Linked DNA regions of Mus musculus: all the other regions are linked to region 2. A link is a contact called in public Hi-C and HiChIP or PLAC-seq data. All regions are on one chromosome and are shown on one strand. The core of a region is the stretch at or near the end of the contact, and the rest is flanking DNA. Distances in the headings are between cores, read along the strand shown.

Region 1 (3,430 bases), core at 364-2,863, 360 kb after region 2:
AACCCTAAGACAATGGCCCATGGAAAAGAACACTTTCTTGCCCTGTAGCTTCTCTTCAAATTCAGAGAAATGTCTGCAGTAGACTATACAAATGGCTCCAGATAGCTTTCTAAGAGTCTTTTTATTTTATTACCATTGAATTTATATCATCGTCGATGTTGTAGTCTATTGGGTCTTAACTCAGTCAACTATGCTAAAATAAAAATAATATCTCTAAAACACTTCTATTAGACTAGGAGTGATGGGAAACTTCATGTATACCTTTTCATATTACAAAATGTGCTGTAGATCGTGTTGTTTCTTCCTAAAATTAGATACTAGTGGATGATGAGGTGTTGAAATGGAGGTCTGAGCAGTTAAGAATTTTGCCTGAAGTACAACTCTGGCAAGTTGCTGTGTGGTACCTCTGACCCTCCCATCCTCCCCGGCATCAGCATCCATGAGGGACTCAGTGCACTTTGTTATCTGCTGCCACTTCTGCTCTTACTCAAGAAAACTCTCAAGGGCTTCTGGGACACAAAGAACATGAGTGCTCAGGAGAGGGCTTCAAAGCTCACATTTTTTGTCGATAGTATGGTAATATGAAACAGCCAATGATATAGTATTCTAATTTTATTCTCTACTGCATACATTTGGGCAGACTTTCCTCATATCCAAGTCTCCAATTTTTCACTTTTCAAAAGGAGAGGCAGCCGAGAGAGCGGCCGTGAGAAATACGCACAGCTCAGCAGGAAGAGCCTGGTGTTTGCCATGCCAAGAAACAAAGACCCAGGAAAGGCAACACTCAGTTCTCCAGCAGCCTTTGTCATCTGAGAGGTGCACTTTGTGTTTTCTATCAATTATTAAAGTATGTGGCAATATATGGACTTTACAACAAATTTTCAGATTAATTGATACAAAAGCAGGAGAAATAAATGTCTGAATAAGTAATTTTCTTTCATTTATGTTAACTAACCATTTATTTCTTTTTTTAAAGATAAGTTAATTTCATTGTTTAAGAAGTTTATCCATGCATATAATGCATTTGAATCAAAGCCATTCACCCCACTCCTGCTCCCTAATTCCTTCCCTATTCCCTCATCCCATTTCCTTCCCAGTTTCATGTGCTTTGTTTTAAAACTGAGTCTGTTTAAGCTCTGCCTGCATGGGCATGGACGTGGAGATCATTTATCGGAGAACGTGGCCTCTCCTAGTTCATCACATCCCCGGTGAATCTAACTCCATTCAACCTCCACCCATCAATTGCCAGTAGCTTCATGAGTTCTCCCCTCTTCCATGATGAGATTTTACCGAACTTGATCTTGCCCAGCTGCCCATCTCCTGTGTATGCAGTCCTAGCTGCTGTGAGTTTGTGTGTGCATTGTCCCTGTTATGCCTGGCAAATACTGTTTTGTTGTAGAGCTCTACTATATCATTTCAGTGTTAGGACTGAGCCAAGTGTATGATCTTACTGAAGCCATTCCTTGGCTATGTACCTGCTGTAAGGTTCTGTATAGACCTTTTAATAACGAATTCAGAGCTTCTCCAAGTAGCTGAGCACTCTTGAAAGATGGTTCCAGCTTGTATCTGGAGTCACACTGTGAATTAAGCAACTGTCCTCATAAGCCAGGGCACTGAGCCTCAAGTCAAGCATGTGATGGTCCATCTGCTGCGCTAAGCAACGGTCAATGGACACTTACCCAGGGGAGTCATTTAGATTTAACCAGGAGACCTCACTTTCACTGGATAGTCAGGCTGGAGCCACAGAGTGTTTGCTTAAGTAACCAAAGAATAATAAAAATAAAACTCTGAAATGGAGGTAAAGAAGTATATTGGGGTCATTTTCAACGTATATCAAAATAGCTTGGAAGCAGGAAGTGTTAAGAGGGATATTATTAGGAGATACGGTTAAGAACTGAATAGCACTCTGGATTCTAACCACATGTATCATTGATGTTCTCAACACTTTCTTACCCTGCACCAGCTGGGGATGTAGACCTGTTTCTTTTTTTTAGTATTTGAGAGGAACACGGGAAAGAATGGTGATATTTTAAAAGGGTCGTTACCAGAAAGTTCCTGGAAAGAAAAGTCCAGTTCTACCTGTGTCATTCTTTTAACTAGAATTCATTCTAGACCTAAGGGAAAAGGAAGTCTAGATGCCTCCTTTGTGTGCCAACTATGCCAAGTGGCCCTATGTATAGATCTAAGTAGAAGCATCAGAAGTACTCATGATCCCATCAATAAACTCAGAACAACTTTTACTTGAAAAGGCTACTTTACAGCCATGCACAGTAATTAACCCTGAAGAGTTCCAGGTTGAATTATTGACTATCCTTGCAAGTTTGTTGTTTGTTTGTTTAATCAACATTACTTTTGGAGCAGCTTCAGGCCCAAAGTAGAACTATTCAGAAAGTAGGTTAATTGTGAGGTTCCTGATTCAAGCATGTAGCGCTGTCTATGCTGTGAATATTCCACACAGACAGTGCATTTGCTAAAATCAATGAACCTGAATTGACACATCTCCATCACGCATGCTCCACACTCTCAAAATAAAAATCAGAAGCAGTGTCTTAATGGGTCTCCTCCTCCTAGTGCTTTAAGAATGCTATTGACAATGTGAAAAGCCAGGAGTAGGCTTCCCTTAGTGATGTTTAGAAACATATGTGCATTGGTGCTCTAAGGTGCATTTTTCATGTAGACACTTAAGAAACTGTCCTACTGGGTTTACCTGTAAGCTTTTGTCTCAGGCACATTTTTATTATTCTATTCCAAAGAACTAGAGCCTAATATCTGCTAAGCTTCCTCAGCTTTAATGATCTGAAAATAATCTAAGTTAATTTCCAGAGGGAAGAGATTGTGAAAAGAGCTGCATTTGCTTGGGAAGATGTCAGGCTCTCTGAAAGCAGTCTGACTAAACATAGGTTAATGGTATAAATGACAGAGTTGAGCAAGACATAATTGAGGGGGCCTGTTTCCTTCCTCTCAGAAGCGCCATGAGCCATTGGCACAGGGACAAAGTGGGTGAGCTCACCCTGTCATGTGGAATTGTTTTCTTTGTGGCCGTTAAGTTAGTTGTCCTTAGATACAGTAGCATTACAAAATTAATCAATCAGTTATTGTTAGAATCCATTAATTCACTTTTTAATGTAGTAATCTTATGAGCATAAACTGTTTTCAATAACTGAATCATTAGTGTGGAAGACAATATTTATTCTTTGTTTGATTATAGATCGTCAAAGTATGTGAAGAAAGCATGTTGATTAATCAGTTGTTCTATAATCCAAATCACATGTATGCATATGTGCATCTTCAGATGTTCTAGCCCAAGTTTAAGGTAGATTGCTTCATTTTGATGATATGAAGCAAAAAAAGTGACTTCTTTCATAATCAGTCTTTTGTTTTGTCAGACTATGTGGAGCTATCACTTTAGAGCAGATAACCTGTGTCAGCC
Region 2 (3,259 bases), core at 176-2,675:
TCCATCTTTTTCTGTCTCTCTCATCTGTCTGCCTGTCTGTCTGTCTATCTCTGTCTTTCCCTCCATTCTCTCATTTCAAGCAGAAAGCCAGCAGAGGGCACTGGTAACCCTGAACATGCAAGATATCTGGTGGAAAGTTCCCTGCAGAAGGGCAGCCCAGTGTTAAGACAGAGGGGGGCGGGGGTAGGGGAGGCTAGAGAAGTATAGGCTTCGTACTTTCATGTCCGTATTTTGTAAGTCTATTAAAAATTGGGAGAACCTTCTCTATCTCTCCTTTAAAATGCTTGAGAGTGGCTTCCCCAAAATATGATAGAATAGCATTGAAATACTTCAAGCAGAGTGAAGATGATTAACACTATATTATTCTGCAATTTTTAAATCATTTTATTTGACTCAAAATGTTTGCACTCATGTGGGTAGGATTCAGTTAGAAAATTGAAGTATGCTTTGCCCATTGAGAAATGGTGTATGCGTGTGTTTCCAAGTTTTAAAACCTATTCCAAAGCAGTTATATCCATCAGGAGTGTATAAAATACCTGCAAGTGGCAAGTATAATTACTTGTGCCTGTTGTTAAAAATTGAAGTTGATGTAGTTTTTAAGTTGGAATTTCTACCAATGTGTAACCACCACTTATGTGTGTATGTATATGTGACTACTATATTTATATGTGAGTCATGTAAAATATATCACACACATATTTATATTTTTCCAGAATCTGTCTTTGTGATGCTGCAGAAACTTTCCTAGTGGTTAGTGCTGCTGTGCAGTGGTCTCTTACCTAGATGGACCTATTTTTCCACGGCACCCAAACCTGCATGGCGCTGAGCTAGTTCCTTTAGAATGACTGCCCAATGCTCAGGTATGCCAAAGCTTTCAGGACTTCGCTTGTTAATGCCACAAAAAAGAAAAAAAAATTCATGCACACATGCTTGGAAGCTCTTGTCTGAAAGACCATGGATGTCTTTACTTCCAATTAGACAGTCACTAGGCAGCAAATACAGCATATGACTTATATTGAAGGGCTATGGGCTGCCTGTATCAACTGCTAGAACAGCTAACCTCAGCAACAGTCATCAAAGCTTTAATATAAGAAAACTATATGTGCAAAGACACGTGCGAAGCTCACTTTGAATGTGTTACAGACTCCAGTACTCAGGACAGTTGGCACAGATGGCCAGCCTGACATCAGACTGCTCCTTTTTTTTTTTTTTTTTTTTAAACCGTGACCAGTTCTGGAGAGTGCTGGACTAGAGACTCTGTCATTTCTGACAACAGGAGAACCAGAGACCCAGTGACATTCAAGTTTTGGCATTTTCCAATTTCTTTTTGGATGATTTAACGACCAAAACTGCTGCAACCTACACATTTTGCTTGTCTTCCTTCCTCCACGATGGAGCTAGGATAGGATATGGCTGTTCGTGGCTTTCTGCCTCTGGATGGCAGTAACTCCTGCTTGAATGTTCATGACCCTTAACTGTAATGTCTTAAAGTAAGGACTTCCCATCCTTTGTTAGTTTTCTGTCCAAAGAAAACACGAAATTTGCTTGGTCTGAAACACACACACACACACACACACTCCAAACAAGGAGTCTGTTTAATGTTAAAAAACCGATACCACCAATCCCAGGCTAGAAAGAAAATGAGGACTCAGGGAGCTAACCTAAAAAAACAAAAAAACTGAAAACCTGGCATTTGGATATTTCCATATGTTTATATGTGATTCATTTTCCTTCTTACATAAATTAACAAATGCTGCCGAGCCAAGCGTATTTTTTTTCCCTCAAGACAACGAGGCTCTGCAAAGCTCTAGGAATATATCCAGGCTTTGGGAATAAGCATGTCTACCACTAAAATTATGTGCTCTGATTAATATAGTCCATCTGGATTTTCTGACTGAGGCTTTTCATAGACACAAAGAATTAAAGAGCTTAAACATTAAATACAGAGCAGTGCACACATGGTAAATGTGGTTCTCTAACCTCCCCATGCTGTGGCTACTGCAGTACCGTGAACCGACATCTGGATAGGGCTGTGGGCTGTAATTTATTGTCCTGTAATATTTTCCCGGTCCTCCTCTTGCATGTTCTTTTAAACCTGCTGTTTCTTTTCTTTGGTTCTCTGTCCTAGCCTCACATGCTCCTGTAATGTTTACCTCCTACAGTGAACTAGGACTGAAAGCTCTTCCAACCTCCATTGCCAGCTCTGGGCCTTTGCACAGACGTGTTAGAGAGGGGTTTGTGGGAATCCCTAGCTCCAGCTTGTGGAACCTTTAGACAGGCATGGCTTTCTTATTGGGAAAAGAGGATGGGTTAGTGTGAGAAAAAGAAATCTACTCTTGAGTATTCTTTTTTTTATTTTATGTTTTAAAGTTCTTTTGAGTACTTACTAAAAAGTAATAGATTATGACCCAAACCTACCACCCGAACTTCAGTCCTGGAAATCTCACTCAGTCTTGGTATCTAACTGAGGTGGTGTAAGCTCTTAACGGCTTCATAGTGACCACTCTTGAGTCTTTGGTGATTTGGAGGGTTTACTGCATACTCATGCATTTCATTCTTTCCTAATCTGAAAAGGGAATGTGAATCCTATGGCTTCTAAATGATAGATTAAAAATATACATATTTTTCCTGCAATGATTTTTTTTTGATGCCACATGAAATGGTTTCTGTAAGTATGAGCGAGTATGATTATTGGGTTTCTTGGGACAATAGTAGAGAATCTACAGAAATACCTGGGGCACAATAAAGCCCCAAATGTATAGTCTACATAGCAAAACCAAGGGGAAGACAGAAAGTCATTGACTCCAATAGTGATAAAAGCAAAGAGGGATTCTGGGATACAATCCTTCAAATCTAGGGTCAGGTCACCAAAAATCAGTCTAAGAATTTAGCTAGCTCAAAACACAGACGAGAAGTCAAGAGAAGCATGTTCCTAAGGCATGCTTCTTTTGTGTTTCTCTTAGGTGGCAGGTTTCAATCTCTGTGCATTTGAAATAATGCTCTAACCTGCTTAGAGACAGAGGGCTTCTCATCATTAACCCAAACGAAGCTCCGAGTCCAGGGAGCTACTGTTTCTGGCTTTATCTGACTTGGGTTATTTCCAACCACACAGTAACAGCCTTAACTTTAACATAGCCAGAACTGAGAATGTTACCAACAAGAGGGACGTCAACCATGGGTGTTCTGAAGATTCGTGTTCAAGAGGATCAGTGGCCTTAGTAACTTCACTCTGTTCATTTCTGTGACCGCAGGGTACCTT
Region 3 (3,349 bases), core at 640-3,139, 500 kb after region 2:
ATGGACACACACACACACACACACACACACATATCTGTAGATACACACAGAACACAGACAACACTGGTAATAAATAACTACATCTTTTCAATGTAGAGCTGGTTAATGTTGAGCAAATTTTTTTTAAAAGTAAGTCTCTCAAAACTTTCTCAAAAGGAACATAATAGTAAAAACTCATAGAGAAGCAATGGAAATAAGGCCTATAGTGACACAGCAAAAGTATCAAAAAGTTCTGTTTTAGTTACTGTCAGTGGAGAGGCACCTAAATGCTTCCTAGAGCACTTTCAGAAGGAATTCCCTGACATTACATCAGCTTCTCCCACTTCTCAGAAGAAAACTCACTTTGATTGCAGGGAGCAGAAGGCACAGAATGAAGTCTGTCTCTTTGCCCTTTTCCCTAGCATTTATTACTCTCATCCAAAGGAAATGTTAAAAATTTTTTCAGAAGTATGAGTATAAATTTTCCCTTACACTTGTTTGTGTTTCTAAAGCAAAACGCAATGGGAAACAGCTGTGACAACCAGTCTGTACCTATTTGTACATTTACTTTAAACCCTCACATATCAAAAAACTAGCGATGCCTACAACCAATAACAATAACAAGCTTATAGAGAATCTTATGGAGCAGGTCAGGGGGATAAACGTTGACCTTAGGGATGTCTCACTCAATCACACACATCTGACCCTTGAGTTTAGAAGGGATGTTCAGGTGGGAAATTCTCTGTGTTTGTGTGCACTTGTTTATCTGTGCATGCATGTCTGTGCATGTATGTGAGCATGTTTGTTCATGAGTGTATGTATGTGTGTGTATGTGTGTGTGTGTGTGCATTCGTATCCATGTGTGTGTGTTCTCAAGTTGCCCAAGGACAGAGTTCTGAGAATGTAAACAGTCTGAATTGTCACTGACAAGCAGAATCCATTGGAAACCTCTGAGAATGACTACAAGCTCATGTTCCATCAGCACTGGGACATTAGGTGTGGGGGATTTATCTAAGTTTTCAGTGGAAGTGCCTGAAGAACAAATGAAGAACATGTGTGTAAGTTGGAAAAAGAGTCTTGGCTACATAAACTCAACAAACTTGCTTGATGGGTGTAGACTCTAGGAAGCTTGGATCTATAGTGTGGATTTTAAATTTTATCCAGCCTCTGAGACACACCAGACAGGGGTAACTAGGGCAAATTCTGATAACAGACAAATGTGGCCCTGAGCTTTTTCATCTATGTGAAACTTGGAGAGTTAGATCACTACTTGGAACTTCAGTCTAATCTTTAAACTGGAGGTGATAACACAGTTATTTTCAAGTGTGGTTTCTAATCAGGTGTATAGATTATATCAGGTCCTTATATATAAAGATAATCCTTTCACAGGAACTCTATAGTCAGTCTGTGAGAAAAGAAAGAGTTACCAATATGATTTTACAGGAATCCCCTGATTCCTTTTCCTGCGTGGAAATTAATTTATCCTTAAAAATGTGTTGGACAAGCTCCTTCTAGTAGCTACTAGTAACATAGTAAATGATTGATAACATAGTGGATAAATCTTGAATTAATTTTCTGGGCTAAATTTTAAAAAAGATATTATAAATTACCTAAAATAAACATTTCTTCTTCTGTTTTTAAGAACATCATTAGTCAAACACAAAGGTCCGACTCTGCCCAAGAACCGTTTTTAAATATGACCATTTTTAAAAGTTTGATATTTTACTATTTTTTCCCCTTAGAACCCCATTTTTAAAAATATAAACTTATTTTAAATATTTTTTTTAAATATATTTCTCCTAACTAGGAGATGAGTTTTGCTACGCAAAGACTCTGACTCTGCTAAGGGAGTTTTCTTCAAAGCATTGCTCTGTGTTCAGCCAGCACCAAGCGGAACTTGAAGCTTTAAGGGTCTGACTAAATTTAGAAACCACAATGTTCAAGTGGTTCTAAATTTGACAGAGAGAACCAGGAGCTAGCCAAAACTGGATATCAAACGATCTTTTCTATTATCACAACAGGTCAGACAAGATATTATTTCCCTAAACTTAGAAAATCTCCAGCCAACAAACAAAGACCCATAAATTAAGAGTCAAGTGTCGATGTGCCAGACAGATGGATAGACAGGAAGGAAGGAAGGAAGGAGGGAGGGAAGGAAGGAAGGAAGGAAGGAAGGAAGGAAGAAAACACAGAAGGAAACAAACACACACACATTGCCCTAGTCATTATTTTGGAAGATTTTTCTGATAATATGTGAAATAAAATGTATCAAATCTATTAATAAGAATAGAAAAAATGAAAACTCTTCCTACCAAGGACACCATTTCTATGCCTGGAAGTGTACTGTGGGGTGTGATGAGGTCAAGATGAGCTGTGCTAGGAGCAATTCATACCACAGAACTGAATTTTTAGCCTACCTCCTCACATCAAATCTGTGATTTTATGCATAATAGAACACAGTGACATTGTCAAAATTGATGGCGATATTTGAAAATTTCAGATTAATTACCTAAATTTTTCTATTTTAATTATTACTGTGTAAATATATGGGTGTGGCATGTGTGAAACTGGACATGGTGTGCTTTTTTTTATGGGGGCAGGATGTAGTAGTCTACTGCCAGGATGTGTGTGTGTGTGTGTGTGTGTGTGTGTGTTTGCTCTAAAGATATACCTTTTTTGGTGTTATTAAGTGTCCTAGTAAAACCTACTAAATTTTTATAGGACAAAATTTCAGGAAAAAAATACGACATTAATTCTTAATATCCTAGTTCCATTTATAAATATTGTGATACAATTACTTCCAAGAAATAAAGACACACTGATGCATATAATCTTCAACTTGATTGCAATGGAAAATACAGCCATAGATTTCTTAAGGGTGCAATGTAAAAAGCTCTAAAGTTGAGAGTAGTGGATGATTTTATTAATATAGAAGGGATCTGGGCAGTTATTTCAGAGGGAAGGGATATGTTTTCGGAGAGAAAGAAAATGTTCATTTCTAAAACCACTTAATGTCTTCAGCTACTATAAGACCTATTTTCGTTTCCCTGTGTGGTTCTCAGCCCTTGGACTGTCGCTTAGTACCACAGCTCAGCCATCCTAAAATAGTGTTGAAGAGTTTTCACTTCTGATCTCTGCAATTGGATGCGCTGAAGCAAACATCAGTAACAGACTAATTTTAAAATGCTAGCTGTTCTCCAAATTATATCATCAACAATCAGTACAATTTCAGAATTTTGTGAAATGCTTACTGAAATCTAGAAAGTTATCTTCTCCCCCCAAGCATACTAAATAAATAGTTGTGCATAGAAACCAATAAAGGTTAGACCAACAAGCTTTGTCACAAAGCTTATAGTGGACAGCCTGAAAT

The links. HiChIP or PLAC-seq counts read pairs in DNA pulled down with a chosen protein or histone mark. Hi-C and Micro-C count contacts between places; a contact is called where the count stands out from the background.
Region 1: a Hi-C map of cerebellar granule neurons shows a contact between it and region 2, with 3 times the contacts expected there. The contact joins two enhancer-like sites. A contact is called at or near these places in 1 of 15 datasets of contacts at CTCF or cohesin (pro-B cells), 1 of 484 Hi-C or Micro-C datasets (cerebellar granule neurons) and 1 of 9 other capture datasets (embryonic stem cells).
Region 3: a RAD21 HiChIP or PLAC-seq map of pro-B cells shows a contact between it and region 2, with 16 times the contacts expected there. The contact joins two enhancer-like sites. A contact is called at or near these places in 1 of 15 datasets of contacts at CTCF or cohesin (pro-B cells), 1 of 484 Hi-C or Micro-C datasets (the HPC-7 cell line) and 1 of 115 datasets of contacts at active chromatin or transcription factors (embryonic basal ganglia).

Annotation. Positions count from the first base shown.
Region 1 is chr1:137,689,763-137,693,192 of GRCm38.p6, forward strand. No RefSeq gene overlaps it. Among named protein-coding and RNA genes, the nearest start is that of Gm34306, 76 kb to the right of the region's middle. Within about 2 kb of position 1,614, at least 11 of the 459 cell types and tissues checked have an H3K27ac peak or open chromatin away from gene starts, as enhancers often do. A contact at or near this core is called in cerebellar granule neurons, where this site is marked.
Region 2 is chr1:137,330,711-137,333,969 of GRCm38.p6, forward strand. No RefSeq gene overlaps it. Among named protein-coding and RNA genes, the nearest start is that of Gm34244, 21 kb to the right of the region's middle. Within about 2 kb of position 1,426, at least 51 of the 459 cell types and tissues checked have an H3K27ac peak or open chromatin away from gene starts, as enhancers often do. A contact at or near this core is called in cerebellar granule neurons and pro-B cells, where this site is marked.
Region 3 is chr1:137,829,577-137,832,925 of GRCm38.p6, forward strand. No RefSeq gene overlaps it. Among named protein-coding and RNA genes, the nearest start is that of Gm34306, 63 kb to the left of the region's middle. Within about 2 kb of position 1,890, at least 13 of the 459 cell types and tissues checked have an H3K27ac peak or open chromatin away from gene starts, as enhancers often do. A contact at or near this core is called in pro-B cells, where this site is marked.